Regions from separate parts of the Mus musculus genome. Here region 2 is linked to region 1. Evidence: chromatin contacts called from public HiChIP or PLAC-seq data. All regions are on one chromosome and are shown on one strand. Each heading gives the region's core, a stretch centred on a gene start, on an enhancer-like site or on the middle of the called end of the contact. The rest is flanking DNA. Distances are from core to core; before and after follow the strand shown. Region 1 overlaps Runx2 (runt related transcription factor 2). Region 2 overlaps Cdc5l (cell division cycle 5-like (S. pombe)).

Region 1 (6,629 bases), core at 1,172-3,671:
ACTGCAGGCCAGGCATTAGTTCTTTTTAAATTTTTGTCATTGTAATCCTTTCTTGTTATATTTTAGATTTATATATTAAAAGCTTTATTTTTCTTTCTTTCTTTCCTTATTATTATTATTATACTTATTCACTTTACATCCCACTCACTGCCCCCCACCCTTTCACCCCTCCCACAATTCTTCCCTCAATCCCCCCTTCTTGTCTGAGAGAGTGGGGGTCCTCCCTGGGTCCCCCCAACACTGGCACATCAGGTGTGAAAGGATGGGATGGATGGCCAAATGTCCATGAGAATGAATGGAAATCTGCAACGGACGGGGTTGTGGGGGTAGAGAGCATCTTCAGGAAGAGACAGAGACCTGGGATAAAGGATATGCCCAAGAATCAATAGGTGTGTCCCTAGCTGTGACTCACAGCATTGGGGATATGGGACCTAAAGAGGCCACATCATATATTCAGGCAGGAACCCCAATGGAGTGTGATATGGACACCAACCCACCACGAAACTTTCGACCCAAAATGTATCCTGTCTAAGCATTGGTTCTTAAGCTATGTGATACAGTGTAGAGAGCTGTCTTCTAGAGCCAGATCTCCTGGCCTACAAAATGATATTTGGCAGCCCTCTAACCTCTGCCATGCATGTGGGCTTCCCCAGAGCAGAGATGTACGTGACTGGGAAGATGCTAGCTAATGACATTGTCACTGAGTATGGGACAGCTCAAGAGGTCTGAAGCCACAGGATGTAACAGCTCCAGAATATTGTGATTGACAGTGAAAAGAGAAGATTGCACCTCTTTTCCAGGGCAACTGCTATGGGTCAGCAGAGCTATTATTCTGAAGCTGCTCTGGGACAAAGCAACAAGGCCCCTTAGTTCAAACCCCTTTATCCCAACAGCGGCCCAAGCATTCTAACAAGGTATGAGTTTTCAGGGAGCAGGGTGTATTGTAAAACTGGCATGCATTCAGCGCCATATTGTCCCTTGGAATATTGATTATTACCTTTTGGCCACTCCCCCTACAAAGAGCTTCGATTCCAAATGACTTCTGTGGAAATCTGCTACTGAGACAAGAGCTCCCTCGGCTCTGAATCGCTTGGCATTTCGGTTGATGGTTTCTAGCAAATACAGGGAGGGTTGCGCAGACTCTTGTGAAAGCTATGACAAGGGCTGACCCAAATCATTTATGATCCCTGAGGCTCTGGGTTAAAGGCTCTGAGCCTCTCCACTCCTACACGGGTGTAAAAATGAAAATGCCCTTGAGAAGAGCGAAGCTGTGCCCCGTCTTTGTTCAGATGTCCTCATGTCACCACGTGCTAAGGGTAGGAATCAAAGGCCCATGCTCCCCCACTCCATAGTTAGCCTCCTTTGCTCTCTCCCATCTCAAACCCCCCAAGGCAGCTTCATCCCTGCTTCCCTTATGTCTGTAACATCACCACCTTTTAGTCTTCCAGGTCCCCAAATCCAGTGTACATCACCTCCTCTCCTAGAGCCCATGTGACCTAGTCAGGGCCATTCCTACATGGTCCAAAGGAATGGGATCTTTGTTTCTCATCCCCACTGGAGCGACTCCCTAAAAGTCTTGGCCTTAGGCTCATATCTCAGAGCAGCAGCAGTCTAGCACATTCAAGAGCACACTATCTGTCATATGACCCCAGGGAGGGATTCTAGGACTTAGTTTCTTTACCAACTATAAAGGAAAGTGTGAGCTTCCATGACCCCTAACACAATTTCTGCCCCGCACCCACAAACTTCCAAACTCATGTTACTCACCTGCTCAGATTCATCGGATCTCTCCAGGTACAGCCCCACCTTACCCCCCTCAGACCCAGCAAAGAAAAACCTGAAAATATGGCCCTAGTGTGTGTGTTTCACTCTTGTTTGCCATGTTTCACACTGGTCCATCCATTGCTCTTCAAAGAAATCTGATGTCTTTGTCCACACTGTCCCCTCAACTTAACACACATTTGCTCATCAATTGCACTTGGTAAAATCTCCTCCCAAGGCTGGACTGGGTTATCATACTGGTGTTTTCGGTCTGTGTGACTCCCCCTGGTTTCTATCTCGGTAGCTGAGCACAGCCCACCTACGTGCTATGTCCACAGCCCATGGTTACACTTAGGTGCAAGAGGCAGGCATCCAGTAAGCATCAGCCTGTTGCAAGTTGACATTGGATATTTATATAGAATTTCAAAGCCTATAATTCTATAGATATCCCTCACCTTGCCTAGCCATCCCTTGTGGATGTTTGTCATGTGTTATATCTACCACAATCTTAATGGAGGCGCATACAAGCACCTATTGAACTAACAAAGAAAGGAGATAAACTTGAAATTATCTTCCCTTTTGTCCAGTGGAAGGCAGAAAGGAGGGGGGAGAAAAGCTGGAAGGCATTTCCCACGGTAAAATTGATGAGTCGCTCATCTCTGCTGGGAAAGGCTGCTGAATCATCTTTTTCCTAACCATATACATCTGGTTTAGGCCAAAACTATTTCTAGATTAGAATGATCAAAGCACTTAGAAACCATCTTCATAGCTAAGGCCTCTAGCCACTCTCACTGATAAGAACGGCCATGCAGTATGTTGTGGGACAGCTCAAGGGCGGGCACAGCCCTAGGAAATTTTAGCATGTGGCTGGAAACAGAGGACCATATGTAACAAGCAAATCTCATTCCAGAAGATTCTTCTCTGATGGCATTTCAAAAATGAGCTTCTCTTAGCATATTAACCAATTTCTTGAGGAAAACAAGCAAAATCTCTACCAGGAATCTCTGAGAGTTCCCTTGCCCCCAAACAGAATCAGGTGCACAGGAGTTTATCCAGAGTTTATCCAGAGAGAAGACAGGAATAATCGTTCCACCCGAGAAAGGACTGAAGCTCTTCCAGGCTCTTGGGTAAAATGTAATTATGGAGAAGAAAAATATAATCTACTCTAGAGACATAATTATAGAGTTAGCCCATAGACTCCATAGAAATATTCTAGGAACTTTAGTTCTTTTTTTTTTTTTTAATGTTAAAAGTTGAGTTTGCTTTCTTTTAATAAGAGGCCGAAGTCTAGATTAACAGCATAAAGTCCTGTCTCTTAATTGCATATGCGAGCATTGTTTTTAAGGTACAATTATCTAATGTGAGAGAGAAGTGAGGGCCTGCCAGGTAAGCTGTCCGTTTCCAAACCTACACTTCTGAAAGTTGACAAGTTCAAGATCTTTCAAGAAATATGCAAACGAAAGAGCTGGTGCCATGCTAATTTGCATGAACAGAAATTCAAGTTCTTTTATAACTTTTACCTTCTGGGGATGTGGCAAACACAGCAATCAAAGCATAACTATCGGGGTGGGGTGGGGGAGACCAGTCACAGCTCAGGAATAAAGCCTCATGAAGGAGTTTAAAACAGCTTCTCCTGTCTTGGAATAGTGGACTTAGGGAATTTCAGATATTTAAGCTGAAGAAAACTCCTGAGAGCTTGAACAGAGAAATAGGGTTTTAGTTAACTTCTGTCCTCTCTCTCTCCCCTCCCTCCCATCCTCCCTCCCTCTAACCTTCCCTCCCTCCCACCCTCCCTCCCATTCTCCCATCCTCCCTCCCTCCCTCCGATCTTCCCTCCCTCCTATCCTCCCTCCCATTCTCCCATTCTCCCATTCTCCCATTCTCTCTCCCTCCCTCCCTCCCTCCCTCCCTCCCTCCCTCCCTCCCTCCCTCCCTCCCTTCCTTCCTTCCTTCTCTCCATTTTCCTCCTCCTGCCTCCTTCCTACTCTGCCCCCTGCCACCTCCATGCTGGGAGATCAAACACAGGGCCTTGCTCATGCTAAGCAAGGACTGGACCACTGAGCCATACATATCTCTAGACCTGAGAAGAAGGATTTTTAAGAATGTACAGAGAAAACCATCTGAAAATATAATGGGACTGCATATGAGGGGGTGGGAGGGACAGAGGAGAGAGCTACAGAGCATGCATGTGCATGCAGACATGACCACACCCACAGTGCACATGTAGGGGGTCAGAGGACAACTGGCAGAAGTCCATTTTCTCATTCTATCCTGTGGGTCCTGGGGATTAAACTCAGAGCTACAGGCTTGGCAGCAAGCACCTTGTGAGCCAACTCATGGGTCCAATAGCAAATTCTTTCCTTTCCCTTCCATTCCATGATTAATTAATTTCCAGAAAAAAAATATTGTTGACTTATTTATCAGTCCCCTGTCCTGACTCAAATGTCACAAGAGGAACAACCAAAAGAGAGAAGAAGTGAAGGATGAAAGAGCGAGAATTTGCTGCTCTTATCCTCAGTCCTTCTGACTCTCTTGACCATGATACATCCCATCCCACTAGGAACACCTCAACATCCAGCAACATGCCTGGCCATATGGGAAATACACAGAAGGCCCCCTTCTTCTCCCTGTCTACACTTAACTCCAACACTTAATGTGACACAGGAAACAGGTCCATTGGGTTCTTTCAGTCTTGTATATTCACATATACCATAGTTCTGTGTGCTACGACAGTTACAAAACCCTGTGAGAAATATGAGGTTGCTTTTCATGTTAAGGGAACTCCCATGGTTGAACCCAAAGCATTGCTGTTTGTTTGACAGGGACCTAGCTGAACATGGATGGCATTATTCTTCAAAGTGTTTAGTGACAAACAGTCACACAATCCCTGGATCCTGGGCTCAGTTTCCCTCAGATGCTCACTGGGTTTCACACTCATGATAATGGCCTGGGACGGGTGTTTCGGGACGGGGATGGGGAGAGAGGAGGAAGGATTGGGAAGTGTGAAGCACTCATCTCCTGGACTGCTACCCACCCCGCGGCCATGGCACAGCATTCTCAATTTTCCCATTTTCTTGAGGAGAAGAGAATGTTAAAAAAGCAACAACCAAGGGGGAAAAAAATCAAGCCAGCTCCTGTCGCCTGAATGGCAGTAAAGATCACAGATGAAAAGGGGAAGAATGGGGGGCCGGGCAGGGGGAGCGGATTTCTGACTTAAGCTGGACCCGTTCCAGCTGGCAAGATGAGGTGATTTTCTTAACGCTTGCAAAACCTGATTACTTTTCGAAAGGAACAAAGAATGGGGAGATGTAAACACAGCCATTAAGGCAGATTTGCCGTACTTAGCTTTAATCTAGTCTAAGGCTTCCCCCAGTTGTACACAGTTCTGCGCTTCTCCGCATGTGAGACATCTCGATGACAGCGGAGGTGGATGTCTGTGCCCTCTGACTGGCAGATTAGGTTGACTGAGCTATGCTGTTACCCTCTCAGGTCAGATGTGGACAAAAGGGGTAGCTCAGACAACAATAGATGCATCTCTGTGAAAAGTATGCGTGGCGTCTGACAGAGTCTGTTTTTACTACGTTAAGGGACCATGGTGTTTATATATCTATGCAACAGGTCTTAAACAGACTGTTTAAACATGATTTAAACAAGAGATGCCTTTAAGAAATCCTCTAAGAAAACTCAGATGGGTACGGAGCTGAAAAAACAGTCAAGAATATAACATAAAACATCACTTCTTCTAAACTGCAAGGGTATGACAAGATAAACTCTCAAATAAAAGGGATTTTTTTTAATAAGCGAAACTCCAAGGATTACTGCATATATCAGCACCTTCTTACAACAGAATAGCATTTATCCATCCATCCATCCACTCTGCCTTAACGGCACTACACACCTTCCTACCCTTGATAGACAGATAATTGCTCTACTCAGCCGTGTGTAATGAAGGGAGTCTGCGGTGTTAATCCCAACATTCTCATCTTCTGTGAACTCCGACTAAGGAACTCAGAAGTCTGAACCTTCATCCCCACACTACCGGAGTTTGACGCTCCTACTCAGATCTGCTAAAGTATTCTTACATTCCACTCTGTCATGAAAGGTGCCAGGTATTTGAGTAGGATCAAGTCAGGGTTTTATAAAATGAACTTTAACGTAGTCTTCAAGGGTGTTAGAAGGCAGCGAGCTTTGCCTCCCTTTCAAGACAGGATATCAGAAAAGTCCATTGTTTGCAAGCTAAAGCCAAAGTGAGTTGTGATCTGTTAATGTCTGTTAAAAACTACCAGCAATTAAAACTAAAACTTCTTTATTTCAAAGGCAAGTTAATTTTGTAGACTTCTGTCTGTGGGTTTCATATTGAATCATCATTTTTGACAGTTTGTCCATAGGAAACATAGAATATATGCGTTTTCCAGACATAGTCATGTATGAGTAAAAATTGATATTACTCCTCTACCACACCCATACATGTATATGCATGGAAAGAGCAGGAAGGTCCAGTTAAGGGGACAGAAATGCTACTAGCCAAGTTCTAGATAGTTGTAGCTATCAGACCACTGCAAATAGATACCATTGTCTCAAGGCTCAGCTTGCTTTACAGTAATGTGCTTCATAAACACACGTCAAGAAACCTCTGCTTCCTGGACGTACCTTTCTCTATATATAAAGTTCCCAGCCTTCAGCCCGGTTCGGTGCCTTTTGTTGATTTCAAAAATGATACATGCTCACTGGGAAAGCAAAAGTGGGCTGAACCAACTAAAGAATTGGTCGTGGTCTGACTCTTTCTTCTCTGGATCCTGTCTATCTCATGGACTTCATACCCAATATGTTCTCAGAAATTAATATTCCTTCTGTTCAGTATATACACT
Region 2 (6,629 bases), core at 1,796-4,295, 730 kb after region 1:
AAACTTCTCTAAGGAGATACTGGGGGAATAATGTTAGGTGTTAGCAAGTCTATCCATCTTGCCAGTGTAGAGAAATGAGCACCAAGGACTGCCTCCTAAGGACTTACACTGAGTCAGGCATCACCTCATTCCAGAGTGCTCATTAAGTGTGGCACGCAGCAAGCACGGTGGCAGGTTTGTGGGCACCCTAAGTATCTAATTACTTCAAACAAAAGGCTACACTCAATTTTTCACATGTTCTTTTTATTCAAGGGTTTACTCACAGGCAGTATTTAAAGTCAGGCTTTTTAAATTAAAGGCCTAAACTACGAAATTTTGTAAATATGACACTGGCAAAGAATGAGCATCTGGATAATTTAAACCCTCATTATCCTGGAGTCCAAGTCTGTAACACGGAACGCAAAGATCAGTATCATTCAAAACAAACAACTGAGAAACCACGGTGCTGGGTAACTTGTCAATGAAGAGGAAGCTCAGTTCAGCCTTGCTGAGTAGGAAACCAGCAACTCGATCTCCTGTGGCAGAGCATCCACTGTGCTTCAGAACTTTGCCTGTAAAGTCTCTTTCTCCATCAGCAAATCCGCGTATCTCTGCTGAAGCTCTTTCTCTCGTTCCTGTTGCCGCTGCACATCTTCTTTTAGACACTGAAGAGAGAAAAATATTCCAGTTACTTCAAACTTAAGTCCACTTACGGCAGCCTACCTTACAAAGAGCTGTGTAAGTTCTCAGGCTTTCACAGTTCTCAGGAACACCGATACATTTTACAGAGAAACCACCAACCAATGTCTTTGCTAAAACACTAATACCACAACCATTCTTTGCTCTGGTCCTGTGATCAGCACCCTGTAAAGCCTCTGCTGCTCTCAATAAACAAACCTCTGCAATCTTATCAATACCCACAACACATTGCAAAAAGCCCTGACTGCCCTGAGGCTGGGCAGGGGCTAGAGTGCACACTAAGAAGATAAATCTAAACCCAATTTAGCAAAGGAGCTGGTGTTCTGTGATGTGCAGCATCTTCAATCACAAAACTAAAAGATGCTGGTTCCCAGAGCCACATAAATGGCAAGCCACTAAGTTTCAAGGAAACTAGCCACAAAATTGACTTATATTCTCTTACACAGTCCATCCTTTAATACAAAAGACACTGAGAAGAGTCTTCAGAGCAGCAATCGTTGGCTTGATAGCCATCTAAGCATAGCCAGGTCTAGATCAGAAAGTCAGAAACCCACTTCAATACTGACTTCAGAGATAACTGCCAGGAGGAGGAGAAAGAAAGGACTGGGTGACTCTTCACAGTCCTCTGAGCCATCAGGCAACACATGCTGTTACCTCTAGCCTACGGGGAATAGCAGAGTCTTCATGTTTCTTGAGTTCTTCAAAAGTGCGTAGCTCCAAGTGAGCCTGCTCAATCTGGTCCCATAAGTCATTCAACTGCTTCATGAGCCCCATAGCACGAGACTGGTAACCACCAAGCAAAATCTTCATCTTCTTTTCCATCTTTGCAGCTCTCTTGGCTTCTGTTGTCATGTGACCCCTGTTTATCTGGGGAATTGGGGAAGGAGTGGAGAATCACATGAATATACATGAGAAAAACAGATTATTATATAACAGGGCTAAACTAAGTACCTAAAGCAAAATACACCAGGTTCCTCTCACCTTCACTGATCCCATATGTAACACAAAATTGGCCTCAACATGGAATTACCTTATACCCAACTATTCCATAACTTCGCCCAAAATTCAATCCCAAAGCAGGCTTGAGTTTCAGAGCATGGGAAAACTGCTCTCTACCTTGTGCAAATGGTTTCTGTGATCATTCATCGGTCATTCTAGACTGCCACCTAGTCATCTTCTTTTACGTAATAAAATTCACTTCGGTATCACACACGTGTTCCCCCTCTTATACCGAACGATATTCCACTCAAGTACAGCAGGCCACTTGAAAAATGGTATTGTACCCAACCACCGCCAGCTTGCTTTACTGGAGGTCAAAGTCAAGTAAGCTACCAGGGGTGGGGAAGAATACTGCATGTGCATGTCTTGGAATATGGGATGGAGCTAAAGTTACTTTAGATAAAGCTCCTTCAAACCCATCATTCTTTCAACATTTATACAGGTTAAGGTTTTATGCTTCTGCAATTGACTTAAACCCAAGTATAATGCTACTGTTCCTTATTTTTCTCTCATGGGTAGTAAATCAGTAAGTTCCCAGCATAATACAGCTGCCAAGAGAACCAACAACTACTGGTCAGGCAGGCAGGCAGGCAGGCAGGCAGGCAGGCAGGCAGGCAGCGCAAACAGTTGGTGAGAGCCGTGGGACTACACAGCTGTTCTGATGGAGCTGTTGTTCTCCGAACTCTGTGCCTCCATTTCTCCAGCAGTAATAAAATGGTCATCACTGACAGTCAAACATGAAACTGGAAGGAGATCATGTATACAAACACTCCCAAACACCCAGAATGTGGCATAGAATAAGCAATGAACAGTTATGAGCTGATTACAATGATTGTGTTATAGATATGAAGAGGCCAACCATTTCACTCCTCTCAGTAAAGGACTGAGACTTGAAAATCTTTAAATTCCAACTTCAACAAAGGACCTCTTGGGGGAAAGATCAGAGAACAGCTGTGCTTTCTTTTAGATGGGCAGTGTGCCTTCTGTAAACCACCATATCAAATGACATACACTGGACCTCTGTTCTACAACGCAACGTTATCAGAACATAAGAATATTAATACTCTTTGACTTGATGAGAAGATTTTTTTTTTAACCATGAAGTTCAAATGAGGTGAAGGATCCCTGAGTACTCGGTTCTTCCCAGCGTCTACCTAAGTGAAGACAAGCAGTGGCAGAGACATACACCCTGCTCACAGCTACACTATTACAACCCCATCATCCACCCACAGTATATATATGTGTGTGTGTGTGTGTGTGTGTAAACAAAGTGAGCGATACCTACACGAGAGCAGCACACAGCCATAAAGAGCAGGGAAGTACTAACACATGCTACTTGTGAACTTTGCAAACACAATGTTTAATTAAAGCTGCCAATCACAAGTGCCACACGAGACATGGCTTAACTTCTGTGAAGCACTGAGAACGGGACTAGTGCAGCCAAAGCCACACAGGTCGAGAAGAGGAAGTGAATGCCACAGGCATAGGGCTTCTTCCCAGGGTGAAGAAAATGTCCTTAAGGCGTAGCAGCATCTGCACAGCGCTGTGAGTGCAGGAGAAGCAGCTATCTCTCTCCCTGAAAGCAGCTGTCGGAGCTATGTGATCTACATCTCAGAGAAGAGTCTGCACAGAGGAAAGAGCACTTCTGAGAGAGAAACACTCCGCAGTTCCTCTGGATATAAGACAAGAGTTCTCTCTTCCTTGTCCCTGAGATCAAAAGCAGAGTGTTCTGGATCTAGGTTCTAGAAAGGTAGTATGGAGAAAACTAAATGGCTCTCCTATCGGGCTCAAGCAATAGCTCAGCAAAGGACTCAGCACCCAAGCCAGGCAGCACACAACCTTCTCTAAGTCCCAGCTCCAGGGACCCAAGGCCTCTGGCCCTTTTGGGCACCTGGACTGAAGTGCACATGCCCACACACTATGCACACATAACTAAAAATAAATAAAAATATTTATTTTATTTTGCAAAATATTTTAATTTTGTCTCACAATGCAGTCAAGGAGTGAAGACAGTATTTTACATTTACTCTCTTCCATGTCAAACATTTTTGGAGCACGTCTTTTTTAACTAGTGATTTAGACCATGTCTAAACTTATAATTATTTGTGAAGCTTTTCAAAATGACCAACCCCAGTTTCTGATTCAATGGTTTCAGAACACTGTCTCCCAAGTCCCCACTAAGTTCTAATGAGCAGCCAAGAGGAGGAATGGATCCATTTGGGATCAGCAGAGACCTGGTTATCAATTGTCACTACATCAGTCTTCCCTCCACCAGAGGCAAGTAGCAAATTCCACAGAGCTACATCAAGGTCTGTGCTGTGTGTAACTCAACCAGTACTAGACTTCACTCACATGTGGGTTTCAATACACATCCAAAAACCCTTAAAAGCATAGAATTTCAAGTTAATATGGTGTGTCTTAAAAATTAGTTATACAAATTAACATTTTCATTGGTTAAGATATCTCAATTAGCTTTACATTGACCACACTCCATAGATATTCAATTTCCAGCCTGGTTAACAGCTTAATACCTATGTGCAGAAACCATTTAATTAGTCATCGTGGTACATTTAGCACTGAGTCCCCTGTCTCTGGTAATTACCTCACTCATATAGTTCAGCTGTTTATTATTCCCAAACCACCAGAGGTTTTAAAACTTCAAAGTTGTTAGTTTCTACTTATTGCCAACAATTACATTTCAATCACCTCAAACTTCATAAAAATCTTCTGGCTCAACTACAGCTTTAGATAAAATAAATTGAAACACAATAAAAAAATTTCAATAAGTAAATATATTATGTCTATCTGTGTGGGTCTATGTGTGTATAGTCAGTCATCAGACATAAAAAATTAAAAAGTAGCTTTTAGTATTTTTAGCTTTTTGACATCTGCTATCTAATTGTTAAAATGGGGGGGGGGGGGATATCAGTAAGTTTTAAAAACACAGCCTACTGACTGCTGAGCAAACTGGGAAACAAAGCCTGTAACTCTAAGACCTGAGGTGTCAGGAGCTAAAAGCTGGTGGTTCAAAAGCTAAAACTGATAAAAATCAGGCTGTTATCAAATTCATATCCTAGTCTTCTAGAAAATAAGTAAGCCGGGGGGGGGGGGGGGGGGGGGGGAGAAGGGAAGCAGGAGAGTGCACTGACACGCGCGTCTAGCTGTCAGGATGAAGCCCACTACTCGGGATGCTAACTTAATTTTTTTTTTTTAAATTAAGCATCAGCAGCTGTCCCATTGAAACTTATTTTGAAGAAAAAAAAACAGAAACAAAACAAAACAACAACAGAAAGTGCAATCCTGACGTAAGGAAATGATACAGCCTCCTCCATCTGATTTCCAAGTGCTCTTCTAAAAACAAGGGGGCTGGGGGAGGGACTACAGCACCTCTCAAACCACCACATTTTAAAGATCACTTACACAGTCAAATGTGTTGGCACTGAGAAGCAGACTAATGTTAGTGAGTTTAAGGCCATAGTGAGTGTTCCAGGCCAGCCAGGACAACTAAGTAAGACACTTTACAAAAATCAAACAAACAAACAACCAAACAACAACAAAAAGCACTTACACCATCTACACTTATCAACAACATTCAAAAACTACTACTCCAGGGGCCAGAGAGATGGCTCACCAGCTACAGAGACCACGCTGCTGTTTCAGATCACCTGAGCTTGGGTCCGAGCACACACTTGGAGTCTCATGTCTATCTGTTGATTCTCTTCTGGCTTTGTGCATACACGCACACACAAACTGACACACTCATTAAAAAAAACAAAATTATTTTTAATGCTATTCAGTTATTTTTAAAGGATGAACATCTATCTGAAAATATGAAATATAAAATGTTCTAAAGTCTAACATGTTGTGAGCACTGGCATGTACCCCAAGGGGAAACTTTATATTTACCCTCATTTACCAGGCCTCAAAATTATTTAAAATGTCGTACTGTAAAAGTTTAAAAAGTAAAATTATTTAATTTTTCAGGCTATTTGCATAAGAAACAAAGAATTTCCATCCCAAGGCTTCTCACTATGCGTATGTGAAGACTCCACACTCTGCAACACAAAACACTGAGTTCCAAACATGTGGGCAAGGGGAGCTCAGCCGAGCAGCAGGCTGAACAGAGAAGCACCCTCCTTTTCCTCCCTTTTTAACCTCATGCCCACCTCCACCACAGTCAGGTGAACTTTGGTACACTGAATTTGGTGGAAAGCTTTTCGGCGGCTATCCAGTCTGTCTGTTGTATATGTCAGAAACTGCATGTGTACAAACTACTTAAGACAAGAAAGGGGGCTGGTGAGATGGCTCAATGGGTAAGAGCACTGACTGCTCTTCCAAAGGACCTGAGTTCAAATCCCAGCAACCACATGGTGGTTCACTACCACCCATAATGAGATTTGGCGCCCTCTTCTGGTGCATCTGAAAACAGCTACAGTATACTTATTAATAATAATAAATAAATCTTAAAAAAAAAAAGACAAGGAAAGAAAACCCCAAGGAAGTAATGATCTTTGTCCTTGAGATGTGCAGAACTAAAAGGATCTTGTATAGTCAATTAGGATGACATGTGTAGGCAGTTGAGGCTTCTACCTGTGAGAATGTACCCACCAACAGGAGCATCAACCTCTACACAAACCACCACTCAGGCTCCCTAGCAAGATAAACATCCATCAGGGTTTCCAAGTGCAGGCCTGTCTCTGTTCAGGAAGGGGGTTTGAGTCTAAAGTCAGCCTGGGTAACCCAGTGAGACCATGTCTCAAAAAATAAAAAGCAAGTTGCAGATGTATTTATGAGGCAGAGCGCCTGCCTAGCATGCATAGGGCTCTAGGTTTACTCAATTCCCAGAACCACGCCACCAAGACAAGGTGAACTCTGAACAACAGGCTAGCCTTCAGTCAGCCTGCTTCCTTGGCATCCTCACCCATGGAAGCAGCCTGGACTGGAGCACAATG

What was found. HiChIP or PLAC-seq counts read pairs in DNA pulled down with a chosen protein or histone mark.
Region 2: an H3K27ac HiChIP or PLAC-seq map of SST interneurons shows a contact between it and region 1, with 6 times the contacts expected there. The contact joins two enhancer-like sites. A contact is called at or near these places in 2 of 484 Hi-C or Micro-C datasets (3T3-L1-derived adipocytes and bone marrow-derived macrophages) and 1 of 115 datasets of contacts at active chromatin or transcription factors (SST interneurons).

Annotation. Positions count from the first base shown.
Region 1 is chr17:44,665,125-44,671,753 of GRCm38.p6, forward strand. The region is part of intron 3 of Runx2 (runt related transcription factor 2); the gene reads right to left. Among named protein-coding and RNA genes, the nearest start is that of Runx2, 68 kb to the right of the region's middle. Within about 2 kb of position 2,422, at least 12 of the 459 cell types and tissues checked have an H3K27ac peak or open chromatin away from gene starts, as enhancers often do. A contact at or near this core is called in SST interneurons, where this site is marked.
Region 2 is chr17:45,391,661-45,398,289 of GRCm38.p6, forward strand. It overlaps Cdc5l (cell division cycle 5-like (S. pombe)), which reads right to left. Exons shown (of 16, transcript NM_152810.2): 15 at 1,333-1,545; 16 at 227-644. The coding sequence ends at 540. Among named protein-coding and RNA genes, the nearest start is that of Cdc5l, 39 kb to the right of the region's middle. Within about 2 kb of position 3,046, at least 15 of the 459 cell types and tissues checked have an H3K27ac peak or open chromatin away from gene starts, as enhancers often do. A contact at or near this core is called in SST interneurons, where this site is marked.